Linked DNA regions of Macaca mulatta: region 2 is linked to region 1. The links are chromatin contacts, called in public Hi-C maps. All regions are on one chromosome and are shown on one strand. The core of a region is the stretch at or near the end of the contact, and the rest is flanking DNA. Distances in the headings are between cores, read along the strand shown.

Region 1 (4,816 bases), core at 176-2,675:
ATACTTAGACTATGGAAATGATGTTAGACAAAAAGCAAATTTGAGCTATTTTCTTGAGTTCAAAATGGGTTGTAAAGCAGTGGAAACAACTCACATCATTATAAACAACACATTTGGCCCAGGAACTGCTAACAAATATACAGTGTAGTGGTGGTTCAAGAAGTTTTGCAAAGGAGATGAGAGCCTTGAAGATGAGGAGTGTAGTGGCCGGTCATTGGAAGTTGATGACAAATTGAGAGCAGTTATTGAAGCTGATCCTCTTACAACTACACTAGAAGTTGCTGACCATTCTACATTCAGCATTTGAAGCAAATTGGAAAGGTGAAAAAGCTCAATAAATGGGTGCCTCATGAGCTGACTGAAAGTCAAAAAATTATTGTTTTAAAGTGTCATCTTCCTCTTATTCTATGCAATAACAATGAACTACTTTCCAGTTGAATCGTGATGTGCAATGAAAAGTGAATTTTATACGTCAACCAGCAATGACTAGCTCAGTGATTGGACTGAGAAGAAACTCCAAAGCACTTCCTAAAGCCAATCTTGCTCCAAAAAAAGGTCATGGTCACTGTTTGGTTGTCTGCTGCTGGTTTGATCCACTACAGCTTTCTGAATCCTGGCAAAGCCATTACTTGTAAGAAGACCGCTCAGCAAATTGATGAGATGCACTGAAAACTGCAACACCTGCAGCAGGCATCGGTCAACAGAAAAGGCCCAGTTCTCCACGACAAGGTCCAACCACTCATTGCACAACCAACATTTCAAAAGTTGAATGAATTGGGCTTTGAAATTTTGCCTCATCTGTCATATTCGCCAGACATCTCACCAACTGACTACTACTTCTTCAAGTATCTCGACAACTTTTTGCAGGGAAAACACTTCCACAACAAGCAGGATGCAGAAAGTGCTTTCCAAGAGTTCACTGAATCCTGAAGGATGGATTTTTATGCTACAGGAATAAATAAACTTATTTCTTATTGGCAAAAATGTGTTGATTGTAATGGTTCCTATTTTTATTACTAAAGATGTGTTTGAGCCTAGTTATAATGATTTAAATAATTTGATAATTATTATATTATTATATTATTAATACTATGTAATTAGTCATATTTTGCATTCCAAACCCTTTCTTTGAAAACTCCTATGTTCCCTTCACAAATTGAAGAATGGAATTGCTTTCTACTCTTCCCCTGCTAACATGGATAATAAAGACATCTTGCTCCCTCTTATCATAACTACTATTATTTTGACTTCTTTCCACAAGCGGCAAGCAGCTGTACTCTTTTGCTGGTTATGCTTGTTAAGTGGTATGTGCAGCATTCTGCAGAATATTACTCAGACAAGGAGTCCTGCACTTCCCCTAGGTTTCCTCCCAAGGCATGGGTGGGGCCTTTTCAGAAACCCTCCTCCCCCCTTTCTGAATTCTGGGGCTATAAATTCCAGGAATCTTTGAGTTGTTCAGATAGAATCTGCAGTGCCTGAAATCCAGCCTGCTGCTTACTCACATCCTCACACTCAGTTGCAGACTGGCTGACAGAAGGGCTGCCGACCTGCACTGCTGACAGACAGGTGTACAGCAAGGTAAGCCTGGGCCAGCATCACCACTGCCCAGGGCAGGCATGATATGGCTCTGGTTGGGGCTAGTGTGCCTCACTGCCTTGTGTTGGGTCTATAATGACTGGAACCGCACATCATCACTCCTATTTACTTTTTATGTTGATGCTTCTTTCTTCCTGGCTCTATGTCTGCAGCTCAGTGTATTTCTTCTTTGATTATCGTTACAAACCTCTTGGGGCTATCAGAGTCCTTTGGACCACCCAAGTCAACCCCTTATTTTACTGTGATATGGATGGAGCAAGAGGGGAACAGACTTGCCCAAGATCACAGAGCTTCTGCTGATATCTCCTTAGTGCTGATGAAAAAGAGTCAAACTGTAAAATATTTGAAGAGATTTATTCTGAGCCAAATGTGAGGACCATGACCCATGACACAGGTCCAGGAGGTCCTGAGAATATATGCCCAAGGTGGTTGGGTTACAGCTTGATTTTATACATCTTAGGAGAACAGAAGCTACAGGCAGAGACACAAGTCAATACATGTAAGGGTTACATTGTTTAGGCCCAGAAAGGCAGGACATCTTGGAGTGGGGGCTTCCAGGTCATAGGTGGATTTAAAGATTTTCTGATTGGCAACTGGTTGAAAGGGTTAAGCTCTGCCCAAAGAGTTGAGGTCAATAGAAAGAAATGTTTGCAGTTAAGATAAGGGGAGTTGTGGAAGCCAAGGTTCTTGTTATGTAGATGAAGCCTCCAGGTAGTAGGCCTGATAGATAATAGATTGTAAATATATTTTATCAGACCCTAAAAGGTGCCAGACTCTTAGTTAAATCTCTCTTGGATCAGGAAAAGACCTGGAAAGGGAAGGGGATTTTCTATAGGATGTAAATTTTCCTCACGAAAGACAGCTTTGCAAGGCCATTTCAAAAAATGTCAAAGAAATGCATTTTGGTGTAAAATACTTCAGTTTTTTTCAGGACCTGCTATCTGTCATGTGATGCTATACTAGAGTCAGGTTAGAATTTCATATCTTATTGCTACAAAGTCTGTTTTTTGAGCCATAAGATCTCCATTTTAATGTAATGCTGGTCAGTCATGCCTGAACTCAAAAGGGAGGAGGGTATAATGAGGCATGTCCAATCCCACATTCCCATCATGGCCTGCACTGGTTTTTAAGGTTGACTTTGGAATGCCCTTTGCCAAGTGGAGGAGTGCTTTCAGTTCGTTGGGGAGCTTAGAATTTTATTTCCTGTTTACATTATTCTTTCTTTTCTGATTTTCAATGTTTCTAACTCTTCCATGTTTCTCATTCTTTCTCCTCTAATCTTTGTTTTCTTCCTCCACCCACCCGCCACCCCTTTCCGTTTCCCTTCTCTTCTCTCTTTGGACCAGTGCTGAAGACCATTCACCTCCAAGATGGGACTGGGTTAAGGGTGTGTCCATTCAGCTTCCCTACCCCCAATTTGGGCATCTGAATTGATCAGCATGGAAAGGGGTATCAGAGTGGGCAGTGCCAAGCTCAGGGACCATTGTAAGCTCCCAGGACCTGTGGTCAATTCTGCTCCAGCTGACCCAGCTGACTGTTTTGGGGAAAGCATGAGTGAGTGGGGAAGGGTGAACCAGAGGCCTTGGAAGCTGCTCACTCTTCCCATCCTCCCAGCCAAAAGAGGGGCTTTACCTGGGAAGGGGAAGCAGGGGAGACAGAGGAGGCCTGACTTCATTTCTGCAGATTGTTTACCTGCAACAGGCCAGACAGAGTTGCCTTTCCTTACAATAGGTCAGCTTTCCTGCAAACCACATTGAGGCAAGTTCAGACAAGCAGGGCTTGGTGAGAACGGTTAGAAGCCAGAAAAGGGACAGCCAGACTTGCTGAGACAGGAACATTTCTCAGAGGTGCTGTTACTCTAGCCTTCCAGCAGGGGGCGTCCTGTCCCGACAAAAGGCGAGTCCTCTTTTTCCTCCTGTCCTCGCAGTCAAGGAGACTGGATTCCCCTCAACCTCAAAAGGGGGTTAATCTATGCTCGCAGCAGAGGGAGAGGAGTTCCCCAGGGGGGCATAACGATGTTCAGAATCTGGTGTCCTGTTTAGAAAGGTAGACCAATCAGGAGCTGAAACCTATTGTCTCCACGAAATGCAAGGCTGTAAATATGACCTTGCAGGAAGGAGAGAGGGCGTGTGAAAGAGAAAGCGAGAGCAACAGCAGGCAGAGTGGAAGCAGTTGGGAGGAAAGAGCGGGGAGGTCTAGGACCTGCAAAGATTGTTTTTGGAAATACAATATCAGAAGAGACATAAATCGGAAACCAAAGCTTCCTTCCCAAAGCAGAGCATTTGGTCGCCTGCATTTTGATACTGAGTACAGACTGATATTTAATAGAAAATTTCTTCACAATTCCTGAGCAGCACCCATTCACTTATAATTTATAGATACAGACCCCTAACTCGAGGGAACTGAGTTATGCAAGGGTTGCTAAGGAACAAGGGGAGATGCAGCAGGTAAGGCAGGGGTTGCTTAGTAACCAGGAGTCCTTTGGTGATGGAGTGGCCAGAGCAGGTCTGGAACTGATGAGGGTCTGTAGGCAGAGTCATCCCATACCAGAGCCTCCTGAAATTTCACATCTGTCGGCCCCTTGGCCCAGAGCTGCCAGAGCCTGCCTCTCTTCACCTTCCTGGCACTGTCCCGTCCCACATGAAAAGCACACTCCCAAGTCCCTGAGTGCCCTGCTAACCCCTTGCTCGAACCACTGCCTCCCTCCCTCTCTCAGCAGGAAGCTGATCAGATTCTTCCATTAGAATAGGGGATGGCAAGCCAATGGGAATCCCACATGGGGGAAGGCAGGAGCCTCTGGGCTAACATGAATGAGGAGCTGGGAAATTAGGGTTTGGGTGAAAGAGGGTCACCTAGAGAAGCAACCCTAGCATTTTCCAGTTCATGGTGAAATATCTTCATACGTGAGTCTCCCATGCCAGATCCTCTCCCTGCCTTCACATCTGCACATAACTAGAGAGGCACACCCTTCCCTTCTGAAGGGCCTCCTGAGGGCACAGGTCTCCACACAGCAGCCTGGCTGGCTGTGGCTGCTTTAATTGGCCCAGCTCCACAGACCTCCCTTCAGAGAGCTTCAATCAGCACCGGCCTGCTGGAGTCATTCAAAACTGCAGTCTGCTTTCTCAGACATGAGCCCTCCATTCTCTGTATTCCAGACACATAGGCATCCCTGCTCTCTCCCAAACACCCTGGACATCCACACCCTCCATTCCTCCTCTCA
Region 2 (4,683 bases), core at 461-2,960, 430 kb after region 1:
GCATTCTGATGTCAGGCATGAGCTGCAGGCCTAGTTTGTAACTCATTAATAATTCGGGATTGTCATCCTAGAGCTCCAATGAATTGATCTAGCCCATGTAGCTCGATCCTGGATTCACATTAGAATCACCTGGGGAGCTTTTTAAACTGCAGATGCTCAGGCCCCACCCACTCCCAGAGATTCTTTTGTAATTGGTCCAAGGTAGGACTTGACCATCTGGGCTTTTGTTTTTCTTTGTCTTTTCTTTTCTTTTTTTTGTTTTGTTTTGTTTTTTTGTTTTGTTTTGTTTGTTTGTTTAAGCCTCTCAAATGATTGCAAGGTACAGCTAGAATGGAGAACCATTAATTCAGCCCTTGTATGTTTGAGTTACTCACTTTGCCCACCTCTAGAGCATTCTATGGCAGGCAAATTAAAGTGTCTCCTAACTATGCAGTCACTGATAAAATAAGAATTAGCACATTCTCACCAAATGAACCTAACTTTAAGGGACAAGTATAGATTCCTGAAAAAGTTGTCTGTAAGTTGAACCTGTACAAATGGAATCATTTTAAACACACCATTTACTGTCACACAGATTCCCTGATACTTTAGTGTGTGCACATGTGAAACCATTTTTTTTTCTGAAGTATGAAATAATTGCTTACTATTTTATCTGTATAACTTTGGATTTTGGTGTCCTGAGCTCTCTAAAAAACAGTGTGTTTCTACAGTATTTGAATATTATGGGTAATGGTTTTTGCAGAGTACAGTATGCTCATACTAAATTATAACAGCATATCCTCATGGTAACACTATTTGATAGGCGGAAAGCTTGTACACTGATCCTGAAAAGTCATCTGATAATTCTTGATTAAGCAAATTTCATTCCCTGTGGGCCGAGTGAGGGAGGCAGACCTGTTTGATTTTTACTCCCTTTCTTGCTTCCCCTATTCCCCAGGTTAGGCGAGTCAGAGGATTATGCTGGCATCTTGTCTTTCCTGTGCTTTGAATATGCCACCTACATCACTGGGGAGACAGTGGTGGTGGGTGGAGGAACCCCGTCCCGCCTCTGAGGACCTGGAAACAGCCCATGGGGCAGTGTTGGGCTCTAGCTCCTGGTGCTGTTCCTCCATTCATCCACTGGCCTTTCCCACCTCTCCTCACCTTACTGTTCACCTCATAAAATCAGTTCTGCCCTGTGAAAAGATGCAGCCTTCCCTGCAGTCAAGGTGGTGTCTTACTCAGGATTCCTGCTGTTGTTGTGGCCTTGGGTAAAGGCCTCCCCTGAGAACACAGGACAGGTCTGCTGACAAGGCTGAGTCTACCTTGGCAAAGACCAACAGATATTTTTTGCCCGGGCCACTGGGGAATTTGAGGGGAGATGGGAGAGAAGGAAGCTGGAGTGGAAGGAGCAGAGTTGCAAATTAACAACTTGCAAATGAGGTGCAAATAAAATGCAGATGATTGCAGGGCTTTGAATCGAATCCACGTGTTCATTTCTCAGTGTGGGGTGCTTAGCTGAGCAGAGAGCAGAAGTCTGGCCAGGCTGGATCTCTGGATCCCCCAGCCCTCCTCCCTGTCTCCAGGACCTGAGCGTGATGTGCAGGGGTGGAGGTGTCTGCAGAGCTGCCAACTGGAAGGAAGGTGGCACGGGAACTCCCAGGACACCACGGGGATCCCCGAGGCAGGGCGAGCCGGGCGAGGGTGGGGAAGGATGAACTCTCTAACATCTCCCCGCCCCTTGCCTCCCAGATCTGGCCAGGTCCCCTTCTGGCATGGCCCTAGGTCCCGAGTTCCCTCCCGAGTCAGCAAGGACAAGCTGAACAGGTCCTGAGCCGGTGGGGAATAGAGAAACGCCCTGCAAGCTGCCCAGGCCCACAAACAAAAGAAATGGGTTCTGCCCACTGGCCCGAGGAATAGTAGACGGAAAGCGGGGACGCTGCCCCCTACCCCGAAGGCCCGGACACCTGGCGACGCACACCGGCCCGCTCACGCGGGAGCCGGCGAGAGGGGTCCGCGTGAGCGCGCGCGGGGGGTCTCACGCTGCTCGGCCGCGCGTCGCGCATGCTCAGTCGGGCAGCTCTCCGGGCGGGGCGGGGGAGCCGGCGCTCCGTGGCCGGGGGAGGAGCGCTCAAGCAGCCGCCCCTGACCCGAGCGGGCTCGGCCGCTGCTGCAGCGCTCAGCGCCTGGGCCCTGCCGAAGCCGGGTCTAGCATGTGCTGCGGCTCCCCAGCGGTGGCGGCGGCTCCTCTGCAGCAGCCTCAGCAACAGCGGCCGCCATGGCCAAGCCCAGCGTGGAGCTCACCCGCGAGTTGCAAGGTACGAGGCTGCCTCGGTCTCCGGGACGCCCCGTCCGGGAGCATCCCAGACCCAGCGCGTTCCTCCCCGCGGTGCACCCCAGCCCGGTGTCTCACACCCCTCACCCCATGCATCCCGGCTCCAAGGCAGCCCCTGCATCCCAGTCCGGGCATCGCTGTCCCCGGAGCACCTCCGCTGCCTGCTTCGCCTCACCCGGTCGGGACCTTCCTGTCCCGGAGCCGCCCGTCCCGCCCTTCGGTGACAGGTGCAGTTCCCTGGCGCTCTCTGGGGCTGACTCTCGGCGTTCCTGGCCCACCTTCGGCGAAGCGTCCGGTCTCCCCTCCGGAGAGTCCCCGCTTCCCCGCCGGGCGGGGCCAAGCCCGCCCCTCCCGGCAATGGGAGCTGCCCCTGGTCCTGACCGCTGCGTGGCTTAACACCCTCCCTCCTCCCGGCCCCGCCCCGGAACTGGCCCTGAAGAGCCCCTTAGGAGCTGGGCAGCGCCCAGGCCAGTGGGGCAAAGAAGAGAGTCAGGGAAGAGGCCCTGGATTGGAGCTAAAACCAAGAGCAGGAGGGTCTCTGCGGCTCGCCTCCCACAGCCCCCGTCCCAGCCTGCCTCCTTCTAGCTACCCACCACCCACACATCAAGGCTGCTCCCGTTTGCATGGTTCTCAGACCTAGCCCAAACCCAGGCCCGGCCACCCAGCACTGCCACAACCCTGACCCCCAGAGACGGGAGCACAGGCTAGCCCACGCAAAGCGCAGGATGCTCATGGATACTCAGAGGCATGCTGCACCGTGGCGGTCTCCCACACCTGCACACACACACAGCACAATCGTGAGACGTGTGTAAACACATCTTCACAGAGATGGCACCCCAGCACACGCGCGCGCGCGCACACACACACACACACACTATATCTGGGTGGTTCTGCCAGCAGATGGTATGGGTCTCATTTAAACGTTAATTCTTCTCCCTGCCCAACACACAGGGAGGAACTGTCTGGCTCTGTGCCCCTTCCACAGCATACTCATTCACACTTACCTGTCCCCACCAATGCCACACTCAGACTCCCTGACATCTCCAGGAGGCATGCACACTCTCATAGTAAAGGCAGACACTCACACCCAGACCACCTAGAATATAGTCAAAGGGACACCCCACACCCCCACACACTGACTCACTGTGTATGTGTCAATGGCTGTTGTAGTGCATGGGTTGGAAATTCTTCACACCCTTAGAAGTGTAAGACACACCCTCCCACAGACAGTCAGCAACCGTCCCCTGACTCAGGGACATCAGGAGCCAGAGTTTTCTCCATATTCTACTCCTTCTCTAATAGGAAGAGAAAAGCCAAAAAGAAAGAGTGTGAAAAGTCACCCAAGCAGGAAAGGCCTCTGTCCCTGTCCTCCCTTGTCTCTCTGTTTCTCTCTCATCCCATTTGACCCTGACCCTGCCTCTATCTGGAGAGCTCTGGGAGGTGGAGGTGGCCAGGGTAAGGGGAAGCTCTGAGCAGGCTCCCACTCACCCTCAGACAGTATCCGGAGGTGCCTGAGCCAAGGGGCCGTGCTCCAACAACATCGTGTGAAGTTGGAGACAAAACCCAAGAAGTTTGAGGACCGAGTGCTGGTGAGGGCACTGGGCATGTGGGGAGGCAGGAGGTGGCTGGCAAGGGCAGCTGGCCAGGAGAGGGCAGGGAGCTGGGGGGACAGAGGAGACAGAAGTGGGTGGACACTGAAGAGACAAAACCTGGGGGGAGGAGGCAGGGCTGGACTGTGTTGATGTCCAAAAGTCTAGGGTAGGGCATCGGGTTGGGGGGACAATCCAAGAGCAGAGCTGAAGGGCTTAAGGAGGGCAGGGCCACTAGGGCCCAGAAGCTGCCATGAACCGCCGACATTCTTTTCCTCTCTCTGCAGGCCTTGACCTCCTGGCGCCTCCACCTCTTCCCCCTGAAAGTCCCAGCCAAGGTGAGTTGGGCTGAGGAGCAGGAGAGCACCTAGCATTCTCCCTACCTCCCGAGCCTGGCAACCCAGGTCCTTACCAGGAGCTGAGCATCTCCATCCCTCCTAGGTGGAGAGCTCCTTCAATGTCCTGGAGATCCGTGCCTTCAACACGCTCAGTCAGAACCAGGTGAGTACCAGGGCTCTGGGCCCCACTACTGGGCCAGCTGGAGGAAGGAGCAGAGAGGAGGGAGTCTGAGGCTCTGATGCTTCCTCTCCCCCAGATCCTGGTGGAGACGGAGCGTGGCATGGTGAGCATGCGGCTGCCATCAGCTGAAAGTGTGGACCAGGTGACACGACATGTGAGCTCTGCCCTGTCCAAGGTCTGCCCTGGCCCTGGGTGAGTGGCAAATGAGGGGTCTCTTAAGGCATTAGATAAGAGGGAGAGTTCTCCTTCCCTTCCTCCTTC

What was found. Hi-C and Micro-C count contacts between places; a contact is called where the count stands out from the background.
Region 2: a Hi-C map of fetal cortex germinal zone shows a contact between it and region 1, with 3 times the contacts expected there. The contact joins the promoter of CARMIL3 here to the promoter of DHRS2 in region 1. A contact is called at or near these places in 2 of 14 Hi-C or Micro-C datasets (fetal cortex germinal zone and liver).

The regions. Positions count from the first base shown.
Region 1 is chr7:96,729,669-96,734,484 of T2T-MMU8v2.0, forward strand. It overlaps DHRS2 (dehydrogenase/reductase 2), which reads left to right and starts at 1,426. Exons shown (of 9, transcript XM_077940731.1): 1 at 1,426-1,578.
Region 2 is chr7:97,163,825-97,168,507 of T2T-MMU8v2.0, forward strand. It overlaps CARMIL3 (capping protein regulator and myosin 1 linker 3), which reads left to right and starts at 1,711. Exons shown (of 40, transcript XR_013396131.1): 1 at 1,711-2,297; 2 at 3,809-3,903; 3 at 4,191-4,241; 4 at 4,345-4,404; 5 at 4,499-4,614. It overlaps DHRS4L1 (dehydrogenase/reductase (SDR family) member 4 like 1), which reads left to right. Exons shown (of 5, transcript NM_001277870.2): 5 at 938-1,463. The coding sequence ends at 1,052. All of the region lies in intron 1 of LOC144330191 (a long non-coding RNA gene), which reads right to left.